Linked DNA regions of Zea mays: all the other regions are linked to region 2. A link is a contact called in public Hi-C data. All regions are on one chromosome and are shown on one strand. Each heading gives the region's core, a stretch centred on a gene start, on an enhancer-like site or on the middle of the called end of the contact. The rest is flanking DNA. Distances are from core to core; before and after follow the strand shown. Region 1 holds the start of LOC100382621. Region 2 holds the start of LOC100278265. Region 3 holds the start of LOC100283951 (nitrilase-associated protein).

Region 1 (4,507 bases), core at 65-2,564, 230 kb before region 2:
TTACAATCCAATCATACTTGTTTATCCTTTTTTCTTGTGAAGACAAAGTCAATCTAACTAGAACGTTGACCACTACTATAGGTCACTAAATAAGATTCTCTCTTTCTAAAGAAACTATTGGCTACGAACAGGTTAAAACCTACCGCAAAGTCCAAGACTTTTTCTTACTCCTTATTCCTACTCTTAGCTTATTGTAAAAAAAACATAAGACAAACATACCTAAAAGTACAAAGTTACCACATAATAATAACTCGTAGCAGCATAACATGAACTTTTGTTTGTGAGGATTATGTTATTCTGTCTTCCATATCTCCAAATTGAGAAAATACGGGAAGTCCAAAGGAACTAGTTTTGAGTGAACATAAATTCGTAAACACTACATGGGCACATCACATAAGTTCCCCGTCTTTTTTTTGTGTTAATTCCTCAAGTCACTGGATCAATAGCTTAGGTCCAAGCCGCTCACATTTATCTTTATAACACTACACTCGTATCATACTGATGCTGGCTCATTGCAGTAAAACAGCAACCTCGTCCTCGCCTTTGGATGTATAAAGTCTAACACAGTCTCGTGGAACCACAATAAACAAAGAATCCGATTTGCGAAAGTGGAACACAAAGTACCATCTTTTGCATTCCAGTTTACCAACTTCTGAATTCCGATTTTGTACAAATCAAAATTTCTGTTCCACAAAAGGCCAGCCAGTTTCATGTCACTGTATGAGGAAGAGTTACCTAGCTCGACAAGCCTATGCCAAAGAGGCACAAGGTCGCACAAAACTGAATCACATTGAAGCACTCAAAATCACACCCAGCTCAAGATCCCCTCTTGCTCTATGAGCAGTGAATTCCACAATTAAAGTGAAGGCGACCGAATCTACGCGCTCGGCCCTTCAGGGAGGGGCATCGGCTGAACCCGGATGCCGAGCATAGAGAGGGGAGGACAACCACAGGGGCTGATAGCCTGATGCAGCAACGACTGGACAGTACGTATGTATATACCTTAATGGTGCGGGCCTGGTCGGCGGCGAGGGAGGCCTTGGAGAAGATGTCATCGTCGACGAAGACAGCCTTCCGCCCGAGCATCTTCTGCAGCGCGTCCACGTTGGCGCCGAGCTCCCCCAGGTTCCCGATCGCGGCGCTCCACCGCTCTCCCGACGAGGACGCCGCCGCCGGGCCTCCGGATGAGGACGAAGGAGAAGGAGACCCCGATACCGCAGCGCCGTGTGCTGGGCCGACCGCGACGGCCGCGGACTTCTCCCTCTGCGCGGCCATGCTCACCGCCGCCGCCGCCACCGACCTCGGCGGAGTCGGCTCAGGTCCTCTTTTTCCGTTTGGGCCCGTAGGCTTGCCCGATACTGCAGACCGGGAGACACGGCCTCACCGCCCAGCCACTGACACTGACACTGCGATCAACTCGTATGTAGACCCCACATGCCATCGACGTTACGCGTAACCCCCGCCTAAAAAATATCCGTCCCCCACGCCGCAGCAGTTGAATAGCAAGGATCGAATGGACAGCTGATTGCTTGAGCCCATCGGACGGCCGCGTGGCTCCCAGGAGCCCTATATCACCATCCTTGCCCACCGCCTCCCCTCATCACCAGCGTCCGCCACCGCCGCCGCCTTTCGTACCGCGGCCCCTAAACCCCTTTCCTCGTTCCCCTCCGTCTCTCAGGTGCGCGCTTAAACCCTAGTAGCTATATATATTTTCGATTTATTGTTTCAGCCTGTTTTTCCATCGTGTTGATGCTACCCGTCGGGATGATGCGCCCCATGCCGCTAGCGTTGGCGATCCGTGTCCTTTTCGTTTCCTTGCGTCGTTAACTCGTTGGGGGCGATTGGGGAGTAGAAGTAGTGTGTTTTAGTGTTTATGATTTCGTGTATTGTTAGTTTGGACGTAGGTCGTTTATGGTGGTTCGCGCTCGTGCACGGCTCGGTGGTTAGGGTTTACCTGGATCCCCGCATTTTTTTCGTCTTCATCGCTCGGTTTCGTGGTTCCGAACTTCTACGATGTGTGATTAACTTCCTATTAGTACGCTGCTCTACTTTACTCGCGGCGTGTTTTTCTAGCATCCTTTTACGTTTGTAGCCATTTGGTCCACATGTTGTATGGGTCTTTATGGTGCACATGGAATGTTTTCGTTTTGTTTTCCTTCGATTAGAATGTTTAAATGGTGTATATTAGGTAGCTGTAGTCAACTACTGTTTAACACCCAAGCTTCTGCTGTTTCTTAGTCTATTTCTTGATGCCACAGCACTCAATATCCATGTCCCCATGAATAATAAATTCTCAGATCAGTGTTATGAAAACTTTTTTTTATTTTGTTACCATGTCAAAATTAATGACCATCTCCATTACTATCATCATACAGTAGTGCCTCTGTTTATACTTGAAATTTGAATCCTCGCTACAGTTATGTTTTTTTTAAATATTGAGCACATTTTTTATGCTTCAAGCAAGGCAGTGGTGCATGTTTCCTTCATCCTCTGTTATAACAAGATGGTGGGCAACTGTTTATTGCCCCTTTGGTATCAATGCCTGTTAGAGCATCTCCAACGATGCCTCAAATTTGTGCCTTAAATTGAAAAATATGAGGCTCTATGTAGTAAAAACTACTCCGTGCCTCATTTAATAAAATTTGGTTAAAAAATTATACCGTAGTGTGCTGTACTATAATCTAGATTTGATGCTTTACTATTCGAGCGGAATGTTTTGTTGGTGCCCTAAATTCTATAAAATATACTCATTTTTAAATTATAGGGCATTTTTATAGATTACGTTGTTGGAGATGCTCTTACAAACTATAACTATTGCAGTAAACTTTTTCTACCAATTGTAAGGTAGCCGTTCATTTAGTTATGTCTGATTAGAACATTTATTCGTGGTGAACTTAGGACAACCTATTTTTTACCATCTTTATGGGGTGGCTGGCACACAAAATGACATGTCAGTGACTCAGCTGTCATTGACTCATGGTTTAGGGCCGCCATCCATAAATATGACAAATAGTTAAATTTACATGACCTGCCCTTTCCATTTTGGATGTGTATTGGATTATCTGTTGATATCTCAGAATCTTGCCCTGTTGCAGTTAGGCACAATGATGCTAGCTAATAAGCTTGGTGGTCTGCTCAAGAATGCTACGAGTTCAAATATGTCTGTCTACCAAGCAATCAGATGCATGTCATCATCCAAGCTTTTTGTTGGAGGTTCTAGCCTGTTTATAATTTGTATCTGCTTTCTCAAAGTTCTTTGTCCTTGTATAGTTTCCTGATGGTTGTAAATATTGTTCAGGGCTTTCTTATGGAACCGATGATCACAGTCTCAGAGACGAGTTTGCCAAATATGGACAAGTTATTGAAGGTATCATGCTCATTGCTGCACTTGCCTTAGCTCTTTTTTTTGCTGACCAGTTATGCCTCAATCTGTCCAGCTAAGATTATCCTTGATCGTGAGTCTGGGAGGTCCAGAGGTTTTGGCTTTATAACTTACACGTCTTCTGAGGAGGCTTCGGCTGCCATCACTGCCATGGATGGAAAGGTTAGTTCATACTTTGAAGGATTGTGATTTATCTGTTTTCGATTATCATGGTGGCATTATTTCATCATGTCTCAGTTAGGATATTGTTTATGACCTGCTAATTCTTGTAAGATTTGCATCCTCAGCATTAATTTAGGCTAATATATGCCAGAATCTATTAATCCTAACTGGTGCTATTGTCTTCTTAACTTTTATGCATTATACTAAAATAGGAGCTATGATAAATTTAGGGTGTTGATAGCTAGTAAGGGATTTTGAAATTTATAGTGATGCTGTGTTGTTTGCTATTCATGGTCATGGTATGTGGTTATACCATAACACTGAGCAATTTAGTTAAGTGTGTTACTAGTATGAATTCCAGTCAGTTGTAATTTGTATCTTGGGCAGCACTAATGAGTTACTACCCCTGTCCCAAGAAACTTGACATTCTAATTTTTTTCTAAGTCAGACTATCTTGAGTTTGAGTAAGTTTGTACAAAAAATTCTGAGACTCATATTACCAGATAAATACAATTAATTTTTTCATGTAACATTTTCATATTATATCTATTTGGTCATGTAAATTATGACAAACTTTGTCAAGCTTGAAATAGCTAACTTGGGACAAACTTAGAGATCACATCTGTTTAGTTATAAATGAAACTGTTCCGTTATGATTACGCTTTAATATTTTTCTAACACTCCTTTATAGATTTCTTTTATTGATTTGATATTTAAATTTTAACTTTTTATTGTTCTGTTTATTATTTCTTCTGAACATTAATGTTGATATTAAGGTAGGTTGCACTCGAAACATGTAACTATGCCTACACCTGACTCTTTCTTGCTTGTACTAGACTCTGGATGGACGGAACATACGGGTTAATCATGCTAACGAGAGGACAGGTGGCTTCCGCAGCAGCGGTGGTTATGGTGGTGGCGGCTATGGTGGTGGTGGTGGTGGCTATGGTGGCGGTGGCTATG
Region 2 (4,792 bases), core at 1,947-4,446:
TGTTGAACCCAATACTTGGTCATTTTATTGGCTGGTTGTGAACCTTTGACACCTGTATAACTTATACACTAGAGCAAACTAGTTAGTCCAATTATTTGTGTTGGGCAATTCAACCACCAAAATCATTTAGGAACTAGGTGTAAGCCTAATTCCCTTTCAGGGGTCCGACACCTTCCCATGGGGGTCCGGACTCACTGTTGATACCTCGGAGTACATCATCTTCTCAGGCCACGTGGCGGTCCCGGAGCCGTCCACGTGGTGGGGTCGGGCGTTGTTTACCACGCGACTAGAGATAGCCGCGTGGGTATCGCGTCTTCATATTGTAGTAACGGGTACCCCTATTTCAGGGTACCGACAGCTCCGCTCCATGATTCTCTAGCTTCGAGAGCTAATTCTCTAATAGAGTGATTCTAAATGATTCTCAAGTAGAAGTGAATATATTTGACAAAAACTGTTTGCCAAATTATGCGTGAAGTGATTCCTGATGGGTTGGAGTGTGGAGAGCAGGTTGAAAGCAGCGGGAAGCATGTTTTTTTGGCTCCCACTCTCTAGTAGAAAATAGAGACTAGATTCACTTCACTCTCACCATGGAGCAACTCAGTTTCTAGCCGTTTGGCTTTCTAGAAGTGAGAAATTTGCTGTTTTGCCACTCTCAAATTTGGCTGCCTGTTATTATGCCATCCCGTGTCTATGACTGGTGGGACCGTCTGTGTCTATGATTTGTGGGTCCGATGGCATACTGGCGAAGCCCACAAATGATAATGGCAAAATTGCCAATGGCTCTTCTAGAAGTGATTCTCGCTGGGAGCAGAGCTGTGAAAGCTCTCCCAAACGCTCCCTAATTATTCCATGATTTGCTAATGTGATGCTACAGTAAATATTTGTTGATGATAGATTAGACTTAAATTTTTTATATCATTATTTAGTCTATATAATTATTTTTGTAATTAGACTATATTTAATACTCATATTTGGCATTAGGGTTAAGGATTAAGATCGTTAAGAAAAAACGTCTGCCCTTGAGCTAAGGGTTATGAACTTTAAAGGTTGTAGAATGTTAAATTTCAATTCAAATAGTGTAGTCATTTAAGTAGATTTCAATTCCTCAAAAACCAAAAGACAGTAAACGGATGTACACAGCCCCTAATAACCCTAAGGCCCCGTTTGTTTCGTTGGAATTGAATTCCATTTTAATAACTATAATTTGGACAAAACTAATTAAGTTCATATATTTATATATGTAATATATTTGAATATTATCCTAAATCATATGAGAGAGATAGTTATATACTACATTTATGTTATATCGAAGCAAGTAGAAGAGTGTGCTATAAGTTGTGCATCGGAAAAATAGTATGTAAATCTATAGAATCAATTTCCATCTCTCACCCCATGAATTTGAGATAGGCTAATATGATAACTTTGGAAAGTAGTGGAATGTCACATTCTAAAAAAATAGCCTATTCCATTAGTAAGATTCTAATTTCTCAAAATGAAAGGAAACAAACGGGGCCTAATAAAAAAACGAAGTTCGACAACAGTCCTAGATGATCCATGATAACTATATATATTGCCGTTACCTTGGCTTATCGGTTCTCTAGACCCTAGCTAGTCACTGAAATTATTTGCCAGGTCTTTGCCGAAATAAATTATAGGCTGATGCTGACATTTGGCATGCATGGTAGTGTGAGCAAATGCTTGTTAAGGACTCAAGATGTCATCACAAAGAATTCAATAAAAAAACTATATATATAGAGAGAGGTCTGTTTCCTGCGAGCATGTATAGAACGAAGTTCTTTTTCTATTATGAAGGAACGAAGCTATTTTGAACCAAAAAAAAAACAAGAAAACATGCATTGATGAATGAACTTCAAGAACGACTTCTACATCATAGTCATGTAAGTGGAACCCTGGGGTTGTTGATGATGATTACAACCTAGCCGCTCTCTCTTTTATGCTAACGATATGTTTATTTCCCTTCTAAATTATATAAATTGGATTATGATGAAAGGATAGGTAGATAAAATATTATTTTGGAACCTAGCTTATTTATGGTTCTAAAGTAATATTTTTCCTACTATTATTCTACTAGAATCCAGTTTATATATAATCTATGAGAAAAAACAAACAGAGCCTAAAAGTGGCACAACACAATTCAAATGTCCATCTTCTAGTGCCACATCTGACTCTTATGTGAAAAGTGCCATCATGATGCCGCTATCAAAATGCAACTTTTGTTCAAAAGAAAACCACACTACGTACTATCACGGCTATCTATCGATCACAAAGAAACCCACCAGATGAGGACCCGTGTACTATGGTGCTGTCATGAGTGCACGCATAGCAACAAGCCCAGAGCTGTGCCGGCCTTGTCGGTGATGTAATTAACGCAGACAAACGGAATATGTGCACACACATATATATATTTATATATTGATGTAGATGGCAATGATGAGGACACACACACTGTCAAAACATGCCTGCATTTTTGTCACCAAATCATGCCACACTGCCAGCCCTTTCTGGCCAAACAAAAAAGGCTAGGATAAGATAAGGATTTATTTGAAGCTAAGATCCGTGTGTGGGCCATGATGATTGACTGACAGAATAATGCCCTAAATTAGTGCATGATTTGTTTGATATATAGGGATTACGTACCAAAGAAATATATAGACAGCACACGTTTGAAATTTCAGGTTTAGATAATGTGTACATATATATGATGGTAAATCTGTTAAATTATTGTGTAAAGATCTGTTTATTGGGCATGCATGATGCTGTGCTCAGCTTATTATTATAAAGGGGTCGGTATGTTAATTAATCAATTCAACTGTGGTTAACTGAATGTAATTTAGTACCAAATTCACCTGATGATTTTCGTCGCACAGCTGGGAACGGCCTGCTGCATGAGGCCCCCTCATCAGCTGGGAAAGGCAAAAATGCATAGAATATAGCTAAATGAAAAGAAAAGGCGCACGCACCAGTCACCAGTCTCACCACCCACCAGCCAACGTAAAATTGATCATTGACCAGTTCGCCGAGTACTTCTTACGGTTTTGCCCCTACACTTGCGCCGGGCCCACATGCCAGCCGGTACTAATTGGTCTGCGCCATGCCACTCTGGCACTCTGCCCTCTCTCTTCACCTGAGACTGAGAGCGCTGAATAATAAGCTCACTCACACACACTCGCCCTGCAAACGAGCGAGCATCCTCCATGTCCAGGCCGCTCTCTTCCTTCTGCCTCCACCGGATCAGGTCCGGCGGCACCGCGTCCACCGCCGCGCCTCCATCGATATGCGCCAACAAGGACGACGGCGGCGGCGGCGGCGGCGGAGAGAGCAGGTCCCTAAAGGATGGCAAGCAAAAGGACGAGTGGGAGGAGGCTAACGAGAAGGGCAGCGCAGAGGCCGTCGTCGTGGGGAGGAAGGTGATGGTGGCGGCGGCGGACGGCGGCGGCGAGGAGGCCCGCACGGCGCTGCAGTGGGCGCTGTCGCACGCCGTCCGGCCCTGCGACACGGTGGTCCTGCTCGACGTCGCCAGCGGCAAGAACCGTACGTGCGTAAGCTGCGTGTGACCAATAACCATCTATTTTAAGTCCTGCTGGTTACAGTACAGGCTCCGTCGCGTGCTTGAAAACAGAGGGAGATGGCTCTTCCTTGTTTTTGTTGCGTGGTCGTCTCGATCAGGACGCGATCCGAGAGGGAGTCCGCACCTGGAGGCCTTGAGGAGCATCTGCCAGGCCAAGAGACCAGAGGTAACTAACCAGCACCAAAATTAGCTGAAGACATCCTCTAGCTAATAGTTTAGATATGAGATATTGTTTAGCAAATTAACTAATATTTAACTAGCTGATTACACTAGCAATTTTTTTAGCTAATTAGTTTTAGTGCATTCAAACATCACCTAACTAAATGTGACGTCAAAGATTAAGATTGGCATTGATGTTGGCGTTCCAAAGCTACAACTGGTACGCATTCAATGGCTTAGCGACTGTCGAGTCCCTGATCTGATGGCATCCATCCCATAGCCCATAATAACTGTACCCTGGTCCTTCCTCCTCCCAAATAATTGACCTCTTTGGGATGGTACAACAAGTAGTATGTGTTGAACAAGTTGCGTTCTCTTTGGTGCGTACATGCAACAGAATCCAATTAATGTACGATAGTAAGATTCAGTTGTTGACGCATGGCATGTCTGCGTACCTACGATAACAAGTATTCTTGACAGATACTTATCGTGTTGCCTAATCAGTAAACAGTGGTGTTTCCAAACAAGGACCACTGTTTACTGATCCGTGCGATTCGTGGAAACGTCCAAGACTGTACCTTTCGTTGCTGGAGTAATGTGGAGTGACATCACAGATCTCTGAATCTGATGCTGTAAAACTCTTTGCCGACACCTCAGGAGGGTCACTCCATGGCATTTTTTTAACCTTTGGGTACCATATATAGACGAAGAAGTGTCCATCGAGCAGTGAGTTAGCAGATGGAAATTCCCGTATAAATAGAGACATACAGGTGGTAGGTCGTTGGAACGCCCACGAGACATGGCGTTCGTTCCATGTCAAACAGAAACAGTGCAAAGAAAAGAGGGGCGGGCCCTGTTACTGTCAGATCAAAGGGGAAAGAGAGATGCCAACAGCACAGAGCTGCCATCGCAAGCAAAGATCAGACAGCTAACAACGGGAGCGGGGGGGCAGCATGTGCTAATCATCAAAGGGGTACAGGCATGTCGTCCTAGACAGGATCGATCATGTCCCCCCACCCCATTTCCAGCTTGACTTGGAGGATG
Region 3 (4,417 bases), core at 947-3,446, 160 kb before region 2:
CCGGATGCGCCGCGACGAAGCCCTAGACGAGACGAACACAGTGGTATCCTTTGATTCCACAGATGATGCACAGATTGGGAGTAATTGCTCGCTGGAGTTGGAACCGCTCCGAACTTCGGCGAGTAATTCCGGGAGCTAGGAATCGAATTTGGGGGAAACCGTTTCGTACTCTAGAACGGGCTCAACGAGGAGAAGTCGGGCATGTATATATATCTAGGGTTCGGACGAGATGAAAATTTGATTTTACCATTTATAAAATTCGGAAAAGACCAGAAATCCAAATTTTGTGCTCAAAATATTATAGATGCTTCCAAAAATTCCAGAAAAATTCCTATAAATGTTTTGGCTCCTAATGAACTCAAAAACATACTTAGAGTTTCTAAAAACATTATTAATTACCTCAAATAAATAGATTTTGGTTTCTGGAAAATAGAAAAATACTCCAAAAATATGAAAATCTACCAAGTGCTTCTATAGGATAAACTAACATGTTTCAATCATATTTTGCACTTAGAAACACCGTGCAACGACATGAATGCAACAACCAAAGCGCCTCTAGGGCTCATTCCATTATGTTTATGCCAATATAACACAAAATAATTCTCCATTTTTGGAAAAAGAGAAGAAAAGTAAAGAAAGTAGAGAGTAACACCTAAATATGGTGGATATTAGGAAATAAATTTTATACCCCTAAATTTAGGGTGTTACACAATATGTTAAAGACCCGCCTGCTGAGGATACAAAGACTAAATCTATAACAATAACCAGTGCTATGGCATGTCAATATAGTAAAATGATGAAAATATACACTCTTAAATGTGAAACATTTCTACGTGAGAGGGAGCGATTAAAATCTAATTGTACATAAGATTGTATAGGAAATGGATCCAAATAAATAGGTGAATAGTGCGACCACAAGAATGGTCGCCATTCGTGGAATATTTAATCTGTATCATCTCGAGTTAACATTAAGCATATGGTTTAATTCTGTTATCCAAGTTCTTACCATTATTCATATATGTATTTGCTATTCATTCATTTATACCTGAATCATACCTTGTCTTACGACAAATGCTTTTCCTTAAATCATTGCTTGTCTCACATAAGGATAATCGAGGGAGAAGAATTTTAATCATCGATTGATAATGAGGGTAAATGATCCTTACACGACCTTCCTTCTCCAAAGTAGGGGATCTAACAACTTAATCATGTTATCCTATTGTTGTTCTTTCAAAATTTCGAGAGGTCCCAACAAAAACTAACAAACATAACAATCTAAATATGCATTGACGAATCAATCGAAAAGGTTCTACCATATTAAAATCAATCCACCAAAATATTATTAACCATTCAAACAACTAATTTTCACTAAAGCCACATAAATTGATGTCATTGTAATAATTTGTAAATCACTAGCGAAGTTTAAGCAAATTAGAGTACGTGTGCTTCTCATATAAGCACATCGTACTCGATCCAAGCTGTTGTGATTTGTCGATGTGGTACACACACTCCGCAAAATCAAATCAGAGATGTGTCTACCTTGTGGTGCATAGACTTAGGCCCTGTTTCAATTTCACGGGATAAATTTTAGTTTCCTACTAAACTTTAGCTATATGAATTGAAATGCTAAAGTTTAGCTCCTTGGGGTGTTTAGACTACTCTAATAAAGTTTAGCATATTGAAATAAAAAGACACTCATGCTCCTAATGCGGAGAGAGAATGAGGTTAGAGGGTATTGGTGGAAAATGGGGTTCCCTGGTCCACATTTAGCTCCTTTAAGCACCCCTTGAGCAGCATATGAGATAATATGTGCTAAATTTTATCACACCATCATTAGCTCTCATGTTTAGATCACCAAATGGCTAAAAGTAGCTAAAAAAGCTGCTAAAGTTTATCTCTTGAGATTGAAATAGAGCCTTATATCATATAATTTATTTATATATATATATATATATATATATAGTAAAATTATAAATTTAATTGGAACCATTGATTTTAGTTTTTTTAGGAAATGTATTTGCACCCTTACCTACCACCTATATCATTGAATGTGTATATATAGTAATAGTAAAAAAATGAAATCATTGGTTTTAGTTTTTTAAGGGAAGCATATGCACCCCTACCTCTACCTACCTGCCCCTGTAGTAAACCATCCATCACCATTTGGGCGGTTACTTTGTCAATGTCAAAAAAGGTAACGACGATGAAATCAATACCTGAGGGTGTGCAACGCAAGCTCCTCCTCCACCTCCACCCTCTAAAATAAGACGTTGCAGCCAACCAGGGGAGGCCCTCCGCGGTCCGTGGCTCCGTGCCATCCTCTCCTGGGCAGCGAGCAGTGGTGGCCGCGGGTTCCCCCGCCTCGTCCTCCCGGATCCGGCGACGAAGGTGCGTACCCTTGCCAAATCTGACCCCGTGCGTTGGCCCGCGCCATTCGCGCGATCCGGTAGAAATTTATTTCGAATTTCTAGGCGCGGAGTCCAGCAGTTCCGTGTCTAACTAGGACGGCCTGCCTGGTGCTGCGGCACAGTGCGCGGGTTCTCGCTGTTGTGGATCGGGGGAATGGGGGTAGGATCTTCGCCTGAATGTGTTGCTCGAGGTCTACGGAATGTGTCGGCCTTGGAGCATCGCCTCTGCCTAGACGCTGTGATCTGGGCTCGCAGTACGCGGATTCAGATCCCAAACCTGAAGATTTGGCGGGGATCTGTTGATGGCTTTGCCATAGTTACCTGTCGTGGATTCGGGATTAGGCTCAGAGATTCGCTGAATCTGTTTCTGAATTTGTGTAGTACACCGCATATTGAGTTGCTTTTTGTGTGTAAGGTTTTCTCTTGTCGGTGTCACGGCGAATGGAATTCATGTTGGAACAGTGCCGTTGCCCAATTGGCCTTGCGTGTGTCACTATAGATGGGAAATTCTATAGGTCATCATTTGTTGTTTGCTGCAGCTATCAGTGACTTACCTACCCATCAGGAGGGAGTTGAGGTGGATACATCAATAGGACCCGACCAGTTTCTTTAGCTGCGCAGCACTTCTCTCTTAACCAATAATTGAACAAAGCTTGTGTGGCACTAGTTTATTATTCCCTGTAGGTGGTTCAACGACATTGCTTAAAATATGTGCCTACCCATATGCAATCATTGTATGTGTATTATGTTATTGCAGACGTGCCTCTTAGCTTTGGTCACGAGCAATGCAAGCTAACAGCGTTTTTAGCCTCAATTTGAGTTCATTCTCCACTTAGATAGATGAGGACACTCGTTTGACACCACTGGACTCGCGACGCGGACAGATAGGCTGCTCTCGACTCCATATACAACGCGAGCACGGCCCGGCCAGTACCTTTTTTCTTGGTCCCACCATACATATTGCTTTCCCCATTGCAGTTGCAGCTTCCCATGCTCTTGCAAGCTTTAGATCAGCACCAATCCCCACCAAATTCCAGTCAAATCTGCCCCACCGACACCTTCAATCAATCATGCAGCCACTTAATTAGGCTTCTAACATGTAAAATATGTCTATCCCTTCATATCCTCTCCGGTAGATACTACTCCAATTATCCTCTGCGGAGCTGGCTCACTGCTGGCCATTGGGTCCTTGACCTGCGCACCTCGCTGGGATTGACCTTGTTGAGTCGACGAACTGCTCTAGCCCTTTCTTCCAAATTCTTGTGGTTATCGTTGCCGACATGTACGATTTGCTGGCATCGTTGGCCGGAAGCCATGGATGGAGACTGATTTGCTGTTAGTTGCTGCTCCATGTCCACCATCTCCTTGGTTTGCTGTTGTTCTCTTCTTGACGTGGTCCCACGACGCGAGCCCTGGCTGGTGCTTCGGCCTTCTGTCAGTTGAGGCCTATGCTGCTTCTGCAGGTCCTTCTTACACCCTGCAACACTACCGTTTGGTGTGCTGACATGGAAATTGGGGCAGCAGGACAGCTAGGTGTGTTGGGGACGCCCTTAGGAAATCGAGTCACACTAGATGCTGACAACAGAACAGCTCTACGGTAAAGTGTTTGTAGCTACAAATAAAAGAGCACCAGTGGAACTTCTTTTGGTTATTTTAAGCATGGATGTGTCTTTTGGAACATTATTATTGTGCTGCGTGCTGCTTGAGCTTTTTGCTTCCTCTGGGGATAACACTTTCAGCATTTGAAACTAATTTTGCAGATTAATTGAATAACTTCGATAAGATGGGTCGTGGTATTAGCAGTGGGGGTGGTCAGAGTTCCTTGGGCTATCTCTTTGGCAGTGACGAAGCTCCAAAATCATTTGAGAAGCCTGCACCAGTTCAAAAGCCAACTCCTCCATCCTCTGCAGAGAGACTAAAAGATATCGCTGCTGGTATTCAAAGTAGTAAATCAAACAATTACAAAAGATCTGAAGGCCAGAACTGTGGAAATTTCCTTACGGTCAGTA

What was found. A called contact is a pair of places that touch in the nucleus more often than the background predicts.
Region 1: a contact with region 2 is called in a Hi-C map of ear, with 2.1 times the contacts expected there. The contact joins the promoter of LOC100382621 here to the promoter of LOC100278265 in region 2. A contact is called at or near these places in 3 of 25 Hi-C or Micro-C datasets (ear, leaf and tassel).
Region 3: a Hi-C map of ear shows a contact between it and region 2, with 4 times the contacts expected there. The contact joins the promoter of LOC100283951 here to the promoter of LOC100278265 in region 2. A contact is called at or near these places in 3 of 25 Hi-C or Micro-C datasets (ear, leaf and tassel).

Annotation. Positions count from the first base shown.
Region 1 is chr10:17,616,446-17,620,952 of Zm-B73-REFERENCE-NAM-5.0, forward strand. LOC100382621 reads right to left here and starts at 1,315. Exons shown (of 3, transcript NM_001175346.1): 1 at 1,003-1,315. The coding sequence starts at 1,275. LOC100284207 (glycine-rich RNA-binding protein 7) reads left to right here and starts at 1,498. Exons shown (of 5, transcript NM_001254914.2): 1 at 1,498-1,678; 2 at 3,096-3,213; 3 at 3,299-3,367; 4 at 3,438-3,544; 5 at 4,381-4,507. The coding sequence starts at 3,105.
Region 2 is chr10:17,843,937-17,848,728 of Zm-B73-REFERENCE-NAM-5.0, forward strand. It overlaps LOC100278265, which reads left to right and starts at 3,197. Exons shown (of 3, transcript NM_001294252.1): 1 at 3,197-3,552; 2 at 3,688-3,755. The coding sequence starts at 3,216.
Region 3 is chr10:17,683,022-17,687,438 of Zm-B73-REFERENCE-NAM-5.0, forward strand. It overlaps LOC100283951 (nitrilase-associated protein), which reads left to right and starts at 2,197. Exons shown (of 3, transcript NM_001156849.2): 1 at 2,197-2,388; 2 at 4,169-4,410. The coding sequence starts at 4,192.